2 separate regions of the Sus scrofa genome follow, and region 2 is linked to region 1. The links are chromatin contacts, called in public promoter capture Hi-C maps. All regions are on one chromosome and are shown on one strand. Each heading gives the region's core, a stretch centred on a gene start, on an enhancer-like site or on the middle of the called end of the contact. The rest is flanking DNA. Distances are from core to core; before and after follow the strand shown. Region 1 holds the start of LOC110255906 (collagen alpha-2(V) chain-like). Region 2 holds the start of ALOXE3 (hydroperoxide isomerase ALOXE3).

Region 1 (5,878 bases), core at 1,165-3,664:
CGGGGTGCAGCAGACCACAGCGGGTAGAGGTGGGTGTACTACCGGGCCGGCATGGTGCCTGGGGGAACCTAAAAGAAAAAAGCCGATTAAAGGTGGGATCCCTGATGCTGGAGAATTTTCCTGTCCCATTACTGACAGTCAGAGGGGATGGGAGAATCTGTTTCCATGGCAACCAGGAAAAGCCACTGGAAAGTGGTCCTCCAGGCTTTCCTTTTAGGAAGCAGCCTAGACCACAGAGGGAGGGGAGCATGCTATAGCATCTGTGATAAGTCAACAGTGGACACCCAACCCATGATTCCTCTTCTGACTGGACCCTCCTGCTGAGAGTCCCTGGTCTCAGAGTAGCCCCAACTGCCTGATACCTACACCCAAATCAGCTTCAGTCCTGGCTTCAGGCTCACAGAAACTATTTCTTCAGCTCTGCTGCCTCCCTAACCTTATCAAGACACCAGTCAACCCCACCCTGTGGACTCTGCCCCCTCTCCTTCCCCCAGGCGGGTGCAGGCAGATCTTGGTGAGAGCACAGGTGGCCAGACGAGATGAACGGGCCCAGCAGGGAGAAACCTTCCTCCTATGACTCTGGGCCTGGGTTTGGAAGTGGCCTCTGCTGCAAGCCTCCCTTCCATCCACCCCTCAAGGCCATATCCTGTTTCCCCATCACATCCTTCCTCTGTGTGGCCCAAGAAGGTGATAGGGGCCCACTCCCTCCCCTCCTAACTCTGAGACACAAGAACCAGGTGTCCATGCAGGGGTCAGACCTAAGTCTGCCCTCACCTCAAACTCACTCCTCAGGGACCTATGTTTTCTGCTCTCTTAGCCATAGTTCTCTACCCTTAAGGACCCAGACACTTGGGTCCCAGTCTAGCCTCTCCACTTCCGGCCTTCCAGCCCCCATCCTTCCCCCTGCCCCTAGAGACTCAGGCCCCCAGCCCCCAACCTCCATGATGCAATGTGCTGCAAGCTGCCTTGGCTGCTGATGACACTGCCCCCGGGGGGAGGTGCTATTTCTGACCCAAGCAAGGCCCCTCACCTGGCCAGAGTAGTGGTCAGCTGCAGGCTAGAGAGGCCAGGCAGGCAAGTTCCTTCTGCTGGAGAAGGGAGCTTGAGGCTGGATCCCTCCAGGACAGGGACGCTCAGAATGTGAGACCAGGGAGTGAGTGAGCGAGAGTCTATGTGTGTGTAGTCTGTAGCATTTGTATATGTGGTTGTGTTGAGGGAGAAAGGGAAGCTGGGGAGGGTCTAGCCTACAGAGAGGGGAGTGGCAGGCCTTAGGACAGACTAAGAGGAGGAGTGAGGGGCAGCCGAGGGGGTCAGCGGGGTGTGTATGGGGTGTCTGGACACCAGAGTGGGGGAGGGGCCAACAGCCGTTTAAAGGGCCAGCCCCAGAGCTTTAATCCCTCACCAGCTCTGGCCCCAAGCCGGAGGCTGTAATTCATCTGTCCAACAGCTGGGGTGGGTGTGTGTGGTGGGGGGGGGCATGTGGACGGGAAGGGGGAGCTGGGGGAGGGGCCGCGGCTTTCTTGTGCACAGAGCCAAACAACAAAAGGAAAAGCTGAAGGGCCAGCTCCAGTGTGCCCAGGCCAGGCTGCTGACCCACAGACCTGCCAGTGGCCCCCACCTGGTGGCCAACAGGCTCTGTAGTTTAGACTCATGGATTCTTGGCCAAGGACTCCATGAACCCAAAGGTGGGGCCCTGGAGAAGGCCCACGCTGAGTGCCCCCCCAGGCAGGCTGTCAGCCCTCCTTGCAGGTCCCAGCTGCAGCCCGATCCCAGACCTGGCAGGCCTCGCAAAAGATTCAGCCTCAAATGCCCTGCTCACCGGCCAAGCCTCCCCAGACATGGTCTGCCGGCTCGGCTCCCCCTCCCGCTGGCGCAGGGTGGCAGCGGCCACACCGAGGCTGTCCCTTTAAATCATTACCACCCCTGATGGTGTGGATGAACTGAGGGCCCTGCCCCCCAGGCAGGCAGCTTGCCACCTCCCCCCCACGAGTCCCCAGAAATGTGAGGGCCATTTAAAGGGACAACAGAGAGGCAGCCGGGTCCCTAACCGCCCCCGCCCCCACCCCGCGTACACTCGCAGCCCCTTTCCCCCACGACACACAGCCCCTTGCCCCTCCAGAGGGCCCCCCAAATTCCGGTTCTCTCCCCACCCCTAGAGACTGCTAGAGGAGAAAGGGGGCCAGAGTTGGGGGGCGGGGAACTGGGGGAGCGAGAAAAGGACAGGGACTCCCTCCTTCCTCAGAGCCCCAGGGGACAGGTCGGAAGGAAAGCAAAGCCAGGAGAAGCAGCGAGACAGAGCCCCGAAAGGTGCCGCGGGCAGACCTGGGACGCACAGGCTGTCGGGCGACGGGAAGGGAGTCAGGCTGCACGAGACGGCGGCGCGGCCGGCGGGTGACCAGCCCAAGTGGGGGAGATGGAACGAGGAGGGCCGGGGGAAAGCGGCAAGGCCGGGGGCGACGGGGAGACGGAACCGGGGAAAGGGGTCAGCCGGGAGGGTGTGGAGGAAAATCCGAGAAGGGAGGGCGAGCCAGGCCGGGGTTACCTGCTGGGTGTCTGTCCCCCGGCGGTGCCCCCGGAGTCCGGGTAGGGAGGGGGGAGCAGCAGGGGGGGAGTGGGGGCTGGGGGGGCGGGGGAGACGGTCCCTCCTCTGCCTCCTGGGCCTGCCCCGGCGCTTGCAGCCTCTGCCTCCCTCCCTCCTCCTCCCCGTCCCTGAGTCCCGGAGTCAAACAAAGAACTGTAGCAGGCTCTCCCCAACCCCCTCCCTCCTCCTCCTCCTCCTCCTCCTCCTCCACCTCCTCCTCCCCTCCCTCCCTCCCCACCAGCAGGCTCCCTCCTCCTCCCTTCCGGTCTCTTCCTTCAACTACCCGCCCCCCCCCCAGCCCCCAGCACTGGTCTCTCTACCCACCCACCCGAGCCTTTTACACACCCCTCGGCCAGCCCTGTCCCCGCAAAGGAAACCGTGGAGTCCCTCTGCAAAATTGAAAGGCTCCAGAGAACATGGGAGGGGATTGGGGTCTTGCTCAAAAATCGAGAACCACAATACAATTATTTTATTTTCACAGCCAGAGGAATAGTCTGAGCTGTCTCTTCTTCAAGAAGGGGGGGAAAAAATAATCCCAAAGAAAGCAATACAAATCTGACTAAAGCCCTCATCAAATAAAGTGCACAATGCAGTGGAAGCTAATCCCCAAACCCCTCTCCCCCCACCTACCAAATTAACACAAACTCTCCATTCCTAAGATCATGGTCAGTTGGAAGCAGGCTTACCAACCATAATAGTAAAATAATAACTAACAACATTTAACAAGAACAAGCATTTCATAACAAGCGTTCATTCAGTGTTCATTCTGTGCCAGGGACTGTGCTAAATGCTTTGCATAAATAATTTTGTTTTTCCCAGTCAACAGCCTAGAAGGTAGGTATTGATATTTAAATTTTCCAGATGAAGACTATGAGGCTCCGAGAGGTGGTCACCTTTCCAAGTACTTATAGCCACGAAGTGGCAGAGCTAGGAATGGAATCCAGGTCTGATCTGACAGCCCGAATTCTAAGGTATACAATAAGAGAAACCAGTATCCAATACCATAACCAACCCCAGGACTTAACAGAGAAGGGGAAACCATAGCTATCAAGTGAGTCCCCTTCCTTCAAGAGTGAGATCTACCCACCGACACAGAATAAAGGCCCTGACTTTCCTAATACAATCTAATACAGTTTCTTGACTCGCTTCCTCACTGTTGGGGGTGTGCGTGAGGTGCCACTGACTAAGGTCAGGGCTGAACTGGTATCCGGTGAATTCCGCATGCCACACACAGTTCTTCTGAGTGAGGAGCTATCTGGCAATTTCAACTCAAAAGGAGGGGGGGGCAACGAAACACTTGGCAATGCAGCAGGTGGGAAAGGAAAAAGACTGCTGGGAGGCTGGGGGAGGGGGGCGCTTGGAGGGAAAGCCCTTCTGTGCCAATCTAGGGAAAAAGTGACCCAGGGTTCTCTTAACCAGCAAAGGGGCAAAGTCTTTCCACTGCACCACACCCCGTGCCCCGCCCCCTCACAAAACTCCAGGCCAGGGTTTCCCACCTGCAGGGCCCTAAGGCCAAGGAAGAGAGAGGAGGGGAAAAAAGCAGGCACGGGGCTGCAACACGACTTGGGGGGTGGGGTGCGGAATGTAAAGGGGAGGAGGCCTCATCGCCTGGCAACTGTCCCTGGGCACGTGCAGTGGTGACATCATCCCAGGCAACCTTTAACACAGACCTTTGACCCCGAGGGGCGGAGAGGGGCCGCAGGCTAAGCTTCCTGGGAAACAGCCTTAGGAATTCTGGGAACCCAAAAAGGAGAGGAAGGAAGGAACCCAAGCGTCCCGCCCTTATCTATTGCCCCCGGTACGGCTCCAATCCCTGGGACTCGGGCCCCTCGGCTCCTCCTCTCCGGCTCCAGGCCTGACCTCCCAACCCACATTTCTGACGAAGTCCCGACACGCCTCTCTGAGATACTGTGCCTTCTCTCTCCCGGGCGATATCTCGGGTGGGGGGCGGGAGGTGGGCGACAGGGGCACCAGGTCCCGCGGGGCTCCGTCTCCCATCGGCGGGACCCCCGTGCCCCAGCCGGCCGCCAGCCGGAATCAGTCTGGGTCCCAACTCTCCTGCCCCTCCCCGCGCTGTTCCAGGGCGGAGTCTGTGGAGTTGAAATCAGGACACGGCAAGAGGAAGAGTTATATAACTGGGAGAAGCGAGAAGGACGAGTGGAGACCGGGAGAGACAGCCCGAAAGGAGCCGAGGGAGGTGCAAAGAGCACCAGGGCGAGTGGGGAAGAAACGATAAGGGATGGGAAGGATTTTGTTGCACATCAAAGAGGAGGAATTCACGCGAGGACAGGTTGTGATGGTCCGGGAAGAATCACCTGGGCCGTCCGGGGCTTCCCCGCAGCGCCCTCCCCCGCCACCAACAGCAGCTGGGCCCGAGCGAGTGAAGCCTCGGGAAGGGCGCAGATAACCGTTCCGTTCCTCTTGGGGAGGCAACCTAAGCCAGAGCCCGGGAAGGCAGCGGCGGAGCATATGGGGCCGGAAACCACAGCTCCGCCCAGCCCACCTGGGACGGTGGGGCGCCAGCTGGGGGTTGGTGCGGAACAGGTAGCTGGCCCCTCCCACCCCAGGCTGAGCAGTAACGGCTCGAGACCCCGAGAACGAAGGCCGGCGGACCCAGACGTCTGGGTCCCCAAGGGCTGAGGCGCTCAGCCCAGGACTAGCTTGCGAACGGAGACTCTAGATGGGGGCGGCGGGGGGCAGCGAGCGCTGACTCTCCGCGCAGGCGCAGGGGGGGTACTCCGGCGCGTGCGACGGAGGGGGGGGTGGGCGCGAGCGTGTGGGAGTGCACGTGCGGGTCCCGGGCAGCTACCCCCTCCCTGCCTCCACCTCTTCCCTCCCCTCTCTTCCTGTAGCTCTACGATGCCTCCTCCACATTGGCTGCCGAGGCCCTGATGTCAGGGGCAGCCGCTGGAGCGGATTGGACGGACGCGAGAGTTGGGGAATCTGGCTCCGGAGTCTCGCTCTCCAGTTACTCTGGCAACAGGGCAAGCAACCCCTGGGAGGGAAGCCGAGCGGGGCACAGCGCCTCGCCTGGGTCCCGCCTCCCTCCCGACACCAACCGCGGACTCGGTTTCAGTGGCATCGCAGGTCGCTGCTCCGCTCCTTCCTCCTAGGGCTCTCCCTGTCTCGAGAACCAGTCGACCTGCCCTCGACCTTCTCCACAGTCTCCCAGCCCCCCATTCTCACCAACTCCCATCCTAAGTCAGCCACAAGCCGCAGCAGACAGGAAGCGAACCTGCGTTGCTTAGTAACCTGCCCGCGTGCCCCCTCCCCACTATTTACCCCTGCTCTGGGAGG
Region 2 (5,878 bases), core at 1,539-4,038, 240 kb before region 1:
CGGCGTCCACGCCCACTTTCCTTCCGCTTCTGTCTCCCAACCCCCAGTCCTGCTCTCCTTGGCCCAAGCCGCGGGGCACACAGGTAAGTAAAGAGCAGAGCGGAGGCTGAGGTTGGACTGAAGCCGGATGGCAAACACTTGAGATAGGGTAGGGAGAGAAGGGATAGGAGCCTCTAAGAAAAAGCCAGATATAGAAAGGAGGGAAAAAAAAAAAAAAATGAATAAATGAAAATAAAACCGACTCTGGTGGGATTCGAACCCACAACCTTTGAATCGCTCTTTCGTCACTAGAAGTCCAATGCGCTATCCATTGCGCCACAGAGCCACCTGGCGGGCGGCGGCATCCGTCGGCTTACGGGTACTAGAATGGAAAAGGGGCGGGGGTGGGGGAGGGTTGCGAGGGAATTGGGCGTGGCTTGGCAGGAGCGCGTGGTTTGGACCTCGCGGAGTCCTGCTTGAAAGAGGTAGCGTGCCCTAAGCACGCGAGCCAGGTGGGAGTGCGGGGGCGCAGGGGTGGAAGAAACAAAGAGAGAGCAACTGACTATGAGCCAGCAAATACAGAGATCCAGGCGCCCGCTTGAGGGATGCTTCCAGGTCAGGCGCACCCCACTCCCAGATGTGGCCCCATCCGTAAAAATAAACTTGTTGTGTTGGAAATGTCTGCGTGTCTCTGTTTCCTCTGGTCTATGTGCTTTGACATTCATTGCTTTGTTTTCCGGTGGGATCTCGATGTTCCCAAGGAAGACCACCCTATTTAACACAATCATCTGCAGTACTACTGCTCCCTGCTAGTCTCTTAGGAAGGCTGTGGGGAGAAACTGCTTCCACGCAGGTAGCGTGGCCGAGCGGTCTAAGGCGCTGGATTTAGGCTCCAGTCTCTTCGGAGGCGTGGGTTCGAATCCCACCGCTGCCAGACCAGAGTTTTTCTCAACAGTCTCCGCACTCTCGAATTCACAAAACTCCTTGTGGGATATTCCTTAGTTTTATGATAACTCCTGACAGTGGTCTCACCGTCTTCTCTCTCTCAAACCTGGACTGAGGCTAAGTCTGTATCCCAGCTCCAAACCAAGCCCTGATGGAAACTTGCAGAGTAACCTATCTTCATACCCGATCTGCACTTTAACAAGTCATCCTATAACACTCTTAACTGTCAAAGCAACGCGCTATGTATTTGACTTACTGTATGTTCCCCTGACGATGTGCTAGGAGCTCGAATTATCTAGTCTGAAAAGCTCAAACGATAACATCCTAGTTTTTCTTTCCAGATCCTCTTAGAACATAAGAGAACATCATATATGTAACTAATGAATAATATGATAGAATATATAGATAGTAAATTAAGACCGAAAAAAAAAAACCTAAGGTTCCACCGAGATTTGAACTCGGATCGCTGGATTCAGAGTCCAGAGTGCTAACCATTACACCATGGAACCCCTTTCAAAACGTCTTTCTAAGACTCTATATATATAAAACTGAATTTCCTATTCTGCACGATTACCTACTTCGCCATTCACAGAGGGTAAAACAAAAGCAGTTATTGGATAGCGTGGCTACTGCTATCCAGTACCTGAAATATGTATTTGAATGTGCTATAAGTATAAAATACACACTGTAACCTGATGACAGTATAAAAACAATGGCTAAAATTTCATTAATAACTTAAAAATACTGATTACATGATAACATAAGATTTAGGATATACTGGGTTAAATAAAATGTTATTCAAATTAATTTCAAAAATATTAAATTAACCTATTTCTTAGTACTCTTTTTAATGTGGCTACTAGAACATTCGCCTGTATGGCTTGCATATGTCCTGCTTGAAAACATCTCTACTTTCTCCCCACTGTCATTCGTTCCACCTTTTGAATAAAGCCCTGACGCAGTTAATACTACTTCCTTTTAAATCCAAGTTATAAATTTGCTTTACTCTTTCATTCTGTTCAAAGGAATACAAATATTTGCTGTATTCAAAATAAATCTAAAGATGACATCAACTACCAGCGAGGAAGAAAAACGGAAGAAACAGAAAAACAGTTACGCCCGAACAGGGACTTGAACCCTGGACCCTCAGATTAAAAGTCTGATGCTCTACCGACTGAGCTATCCGGGCTCTCGCCTATAGTTCTTCTACCAGTTATAAGAGTTTCCCCGCATGACTATGACGTCTTAAGGAAGCAGAGACGTACTGCTTGCTTTCGCGCAGGAGGTTCCAGAACGCACCTGGAAGAAGCCGTCGAAGCCAGTGGCCGGTGACTGCGCTTTATCAGACTCCCTCGGTACAGTTTAGGACCCTGGGCTGGAGCGCCGTTAAGGCTGGTCAGGTGCGGTATTGGTACCGGCCGCGCGGGGCCGCTGCGGGCCACGGGCTTCCCTCGAGGAAGAGTTTCACCCCAGTTAAGATGACCTAGATCCCAGGTACCCCAGGCTCCCGGGCACCCGCCTACTGTCCCAAGGCCAAGGGCGGGCCCAGAGCGGAAAGAATGCCACACGGGGACCTCGGACGCTGCATGGTTCTCTGACCCGCCCTATTCCAAGGGAGAGACTGCAATCTGGCGACGGAAGACACAGAGGGTCTTGGGGGTGGTAGGAATTTAGCAGGTGACAGGACAGTTATTTCTGACCCCTATGCAGTGTGCAGGGATGTGCGTGCGACGAACGTGCATATGGCTGTAGTTACGTGTAGTTTATGGCTCACTTGCATATAGTGAGTCACATGAATGATGCACAAGTAGGAACGTGAGTGCCCTGTGCCCAGCTCTGGCCGAGAGACAGGAGAGGGTCTTGGGGAAGTTGGGAGTGAGTGGCCAAAGGCCGCAGGGAATCAGTTCGCCCCTGACCAGGAGGAGGGTGGTGTCTCAATCATAAAGGTATCACCTAATCCTTGTCTCCATCTCGGCATCTGGTCCCTCCCTTCTCAATAGGAGCTGATATCCAACCAACCGATGAACTCGGCCCTGCCAGTCAGAGGAACAGGCTGTGCCAGAGGCAAACAACTATTAGGGCACAAGACTGGGCGGGGAGAGGGAGCAAGGATAGCAGCTTGGAGCTTCCGGAGAGAGAAAGCCAGCTCAAGAGCATCCCAGAGAGAGCTGGGTTTTCCTCGACGGTCTATCCTGTCCTGCATCCCCACCCCAGGCCCTCACACAGCAGCTCAGCAGCCCAGCCGCCCAGCCCTGCCTGGTCTGTGGCTCACCTCCTCCAGGCTGGCTGCCAGGGGGACGCCCCTCCTTCTCTCCCATCATGGCTGTGTACCGCGTGTGTGTGACCACTGGTTCCTACCTGAAGGCAGGCACCCTGGACAATATTTCCGTCACACTGGTGGGCACATGCGGTGAGAGCCCCAGGCAGCGGCTGGATCGCATGGGCAGGGACTTCGCCGCTGGATCGGTGAGTACAGAGGGGAGAGGGAGGAGGGGCTGCAGAGGCAGGGCTGGCAGGGGACTCTGAAGGAGGGAGGGTCTTCCCTCTAGGACTCCTCAAATCTCACAGACCTCGTCACCACCCCTATTCTGGTCCCTGTCTTTCCTGCGGACCCTAAATCCTACCCAGGCAGGGCTGTGACGCAGGAGCCCTGGGCAGGGGCTCTGGAGAATTCCACTGGCTTCCTAGTTCCTCCTCCAATAATTGAAGGTGGGCTTGCTCTCTCAGCCTGGGTTTCCTCTTCTCTGGAGGGGGTCCACCTGCCTCTGCCAGGCCCCAGGACTGTTTACCGGTGTTCTGATCAAGGTGGGGGCTCCAAGGAGGCAGGGCTGGCAGAGTCCCCCTCTGTTCCCATGGGGCTGGGGGGTGGGGGTGGGGCAGCCATGTGGCCGCTTCTGCCTGGATGAAGGGCGCGCTTTCTAATTCATACAAAGGCTCCACAGGGGTTATCGGTGGCTGAGGCTTATACGTCAGACAGGTGTAGGGGCAGATGCGCTTTTCAAGGGGGCAAGGATCACCCTGGCAGGTCCTTGCCTCTCACCTGCTTGCTCCCTTGGCCTGCAGGTGCAGAAGTACAAGGTGCGCTGCTCTCAGGAGCTGGGTGAACTCTTGCTGCTGCGGCTCCACAAGGAGCGCTACGCTTTCTTCCCCAAGGACTCCTGGTACTGCAGCCGCATCTGCGTCACTGCCCCAGACGGCACCCTTTCCCACTTCCCCTGCTATCAGTGGATCGAGGGCTACTGCACCACAGAGCTTCGAACAGGAACAGGTGGGCCAGAGGCGGGGGCTGGCCCGGGCTGCGGACAGCCTCTGCTGCCATCCAGTGCAGGCTCTCACAGAGCCCAGGGCATAGGGAACAGGGTGGGAGCTAGGCGATCTGGAACTCAGGGTTCCCAAGTAGATGCTTTCTGAAAAGGCAAGCCTCGAACACCCTGAAATGCAGTATTTATCATGCCAGAGACACAGAGACTAGGCACATGTGCCCACACATGCTCACAGCAATCAGAGACACACAAACCTGCACACGCAGACGTAAGTCTGCTCACCCTGAGGCCCTCTGCTGTCCCCAGAGGCAGTGGCCCTCAGAGCTGCAAGCTGAGTTACTGAATTTCAACAGGGGGAGAAAGGCTGACTGTTTAGAGAATTGAGCAGAGAGGCCCTGGCCGCTACTAGTGGCTTTTTTTTGCTGTGGATAAAGTCCTCGGGAGGTGCTGTTTAGATTTCTTCTTGAATCTGGGGGGCCTGTCAAGGATGCTGGGCTTGAGCTCCTTCGGCCTCTGGACCCCCATATCCCCTGAGCGGTCTTAACTGGGGAGGCCCAACTAGGGTAAGTCAGAGCGTGGCGAAGAGTCTTTGGGATGAGAGATGATGGTCTGGGTCAAGGTGAGGCGAGTGAACATCCCCCTGGCTAACAGTGTGAGTTCTTCATAGACTTCACTCCAGACTCCCATCTATCATCACAGCCCATCCAGCCATCACGTCACGAACTACAGTCGTGCATCAGTCCTTTGTCAAGTGCATGTTATATGCCGGGTGCCAGGCACCATGCTAGATGCTGGGAACACAAAACCCAATACAATGTGGCTTCTGCCGCAAGGAGTTTGTAGTTTTGGAAAGGAAACAAACATGCAAACAATTAGGAAGATTTTTATAATTGGGGGGTGAGGTTGTCCTGACTCCCTTCGACTGCTGAACATGCAAGGAGCATGGGCCATCCATGTCTCTGAGGGATGGAGTTCGAGGGTTGGGGGTTCAGAAAAGGCATGCTGGAGGAGGCGGCATTTGAAAAGAGACTTTCCGATGAGTACTTTTCATTCCCCACAGCGAGGACGGTCTGTCAGGACTCCCTTCCCCTCCTTCTGGATCACAGGAAACGGGAACTCCAGGCCCGACAGGAATGCTACCGGTGAGGGGGGCCTGACTTGACGACTTCCCATCTTTATTCTGACCTCATCCTTAATCAGACTGTTACTAACTCTGATCTCAGTTCCAGCTTTGGGGACCCAACTCTGATCATGACCTTCATTTAAATCTAACCTCCCACCACGGAAGATAATATAAGAAAAGGGATGGATACTTATGTATGACTGGGTCACTTTGCTGTATAGCCACAACACTGTAAATCATTATACTTTTCATTTTTATTTCTTTTCTTTTCTTTTTTTCTTTTTAGGGCCACACCCACGGCATATGGAGGTTCCCAGGCTGGAGGTCGAATCGCAGCTGTAGCTGCCAGCCTATACCACAGCCACGGCAACGCCAGATCCAAGCTGCGTCTGCGACCTACACCACAGCTCATGGCAATGCAGGATCCTTAACCTACTGAGGGAGGCCAGGGATCGAACCTACAACCTCATGGTTACTACTCGAATTATTTTCTGCTGCACCACAATGGGAACTCCTAAATCAATTATACTTTAATTTAAAAAAAACCTCGATTTAATATTGATCCTGA

What was found. Promoter capture Hi-C pulls out the DNA fragments that hold promoters and counts their contacts.
Region 2: a promoter capture Hi-C map of liver shows a contact between it and region 1, with 2.0 times the contacts expected there. The contact joins the promoter of ALOXE3 here to the promoter of LOC110255906 in region 1. A contact is called at or near these places in 1 of 5 promoter capture datasets (liver), 1 of 47 Hi-C or Micro-C datasets (heart right ventricle) and 1 of 2 datasets of contacts at active chromatin or transcription factors (alveolar macrophages).

Annotation. Positions count from the first base shown.
Region 1 is chr12:53,088,194-53,094,071 of Sscrofa11.1, reverse strand. It overlaps LOC110255906 (collagen alpha-2(V) chain-like), which reads left to right and starts at 2,414. Exons shown (of 4, transcript XM_021066316.1): 1 at 2,414-2,583; 2 at 4,084-4,165; 3 at 4,311-4,778; 4 at 5,434-5,694. The coding sequence starts at 2,414. The coding sequence ends at 5,694. It overlaps KDM6B (lysine-specific demethylase 6B), which reads right to left. Exons shown (of 26, transcript XM_021067833.1): 2 at 1-68.
Region 2 is chr12:53,328,690-53,334,567 of Sscrofa11.1, reverse strand. ALOXE3 (hydroperoxide isomerase ALOXE3) reads left to right here and starts at 2,788. Exons shown (of 16, transcript XM_021067857.1): 1 at 2,788-3,390; 2 at 3,988-4,192; 3 at 5,248-5,329. The coding sequence starts at 3,244. TRNAK-UUU (a tRNA gene) reads right to left here and starts at 2,113; the gene lies at 2,041-2,113. It overlaps HES7 (transcription factor HES-7), which reads left to right. Exons shown (of 6, transcript XM_021067858.1): 6 at 1-218. TRNAQ-CUG (a tRNA gene) reads right to left here and starts at 1,433; the gene lies at 1,362-1,433. It also overlaps TRNAL-UAG and TRNAR-UCU.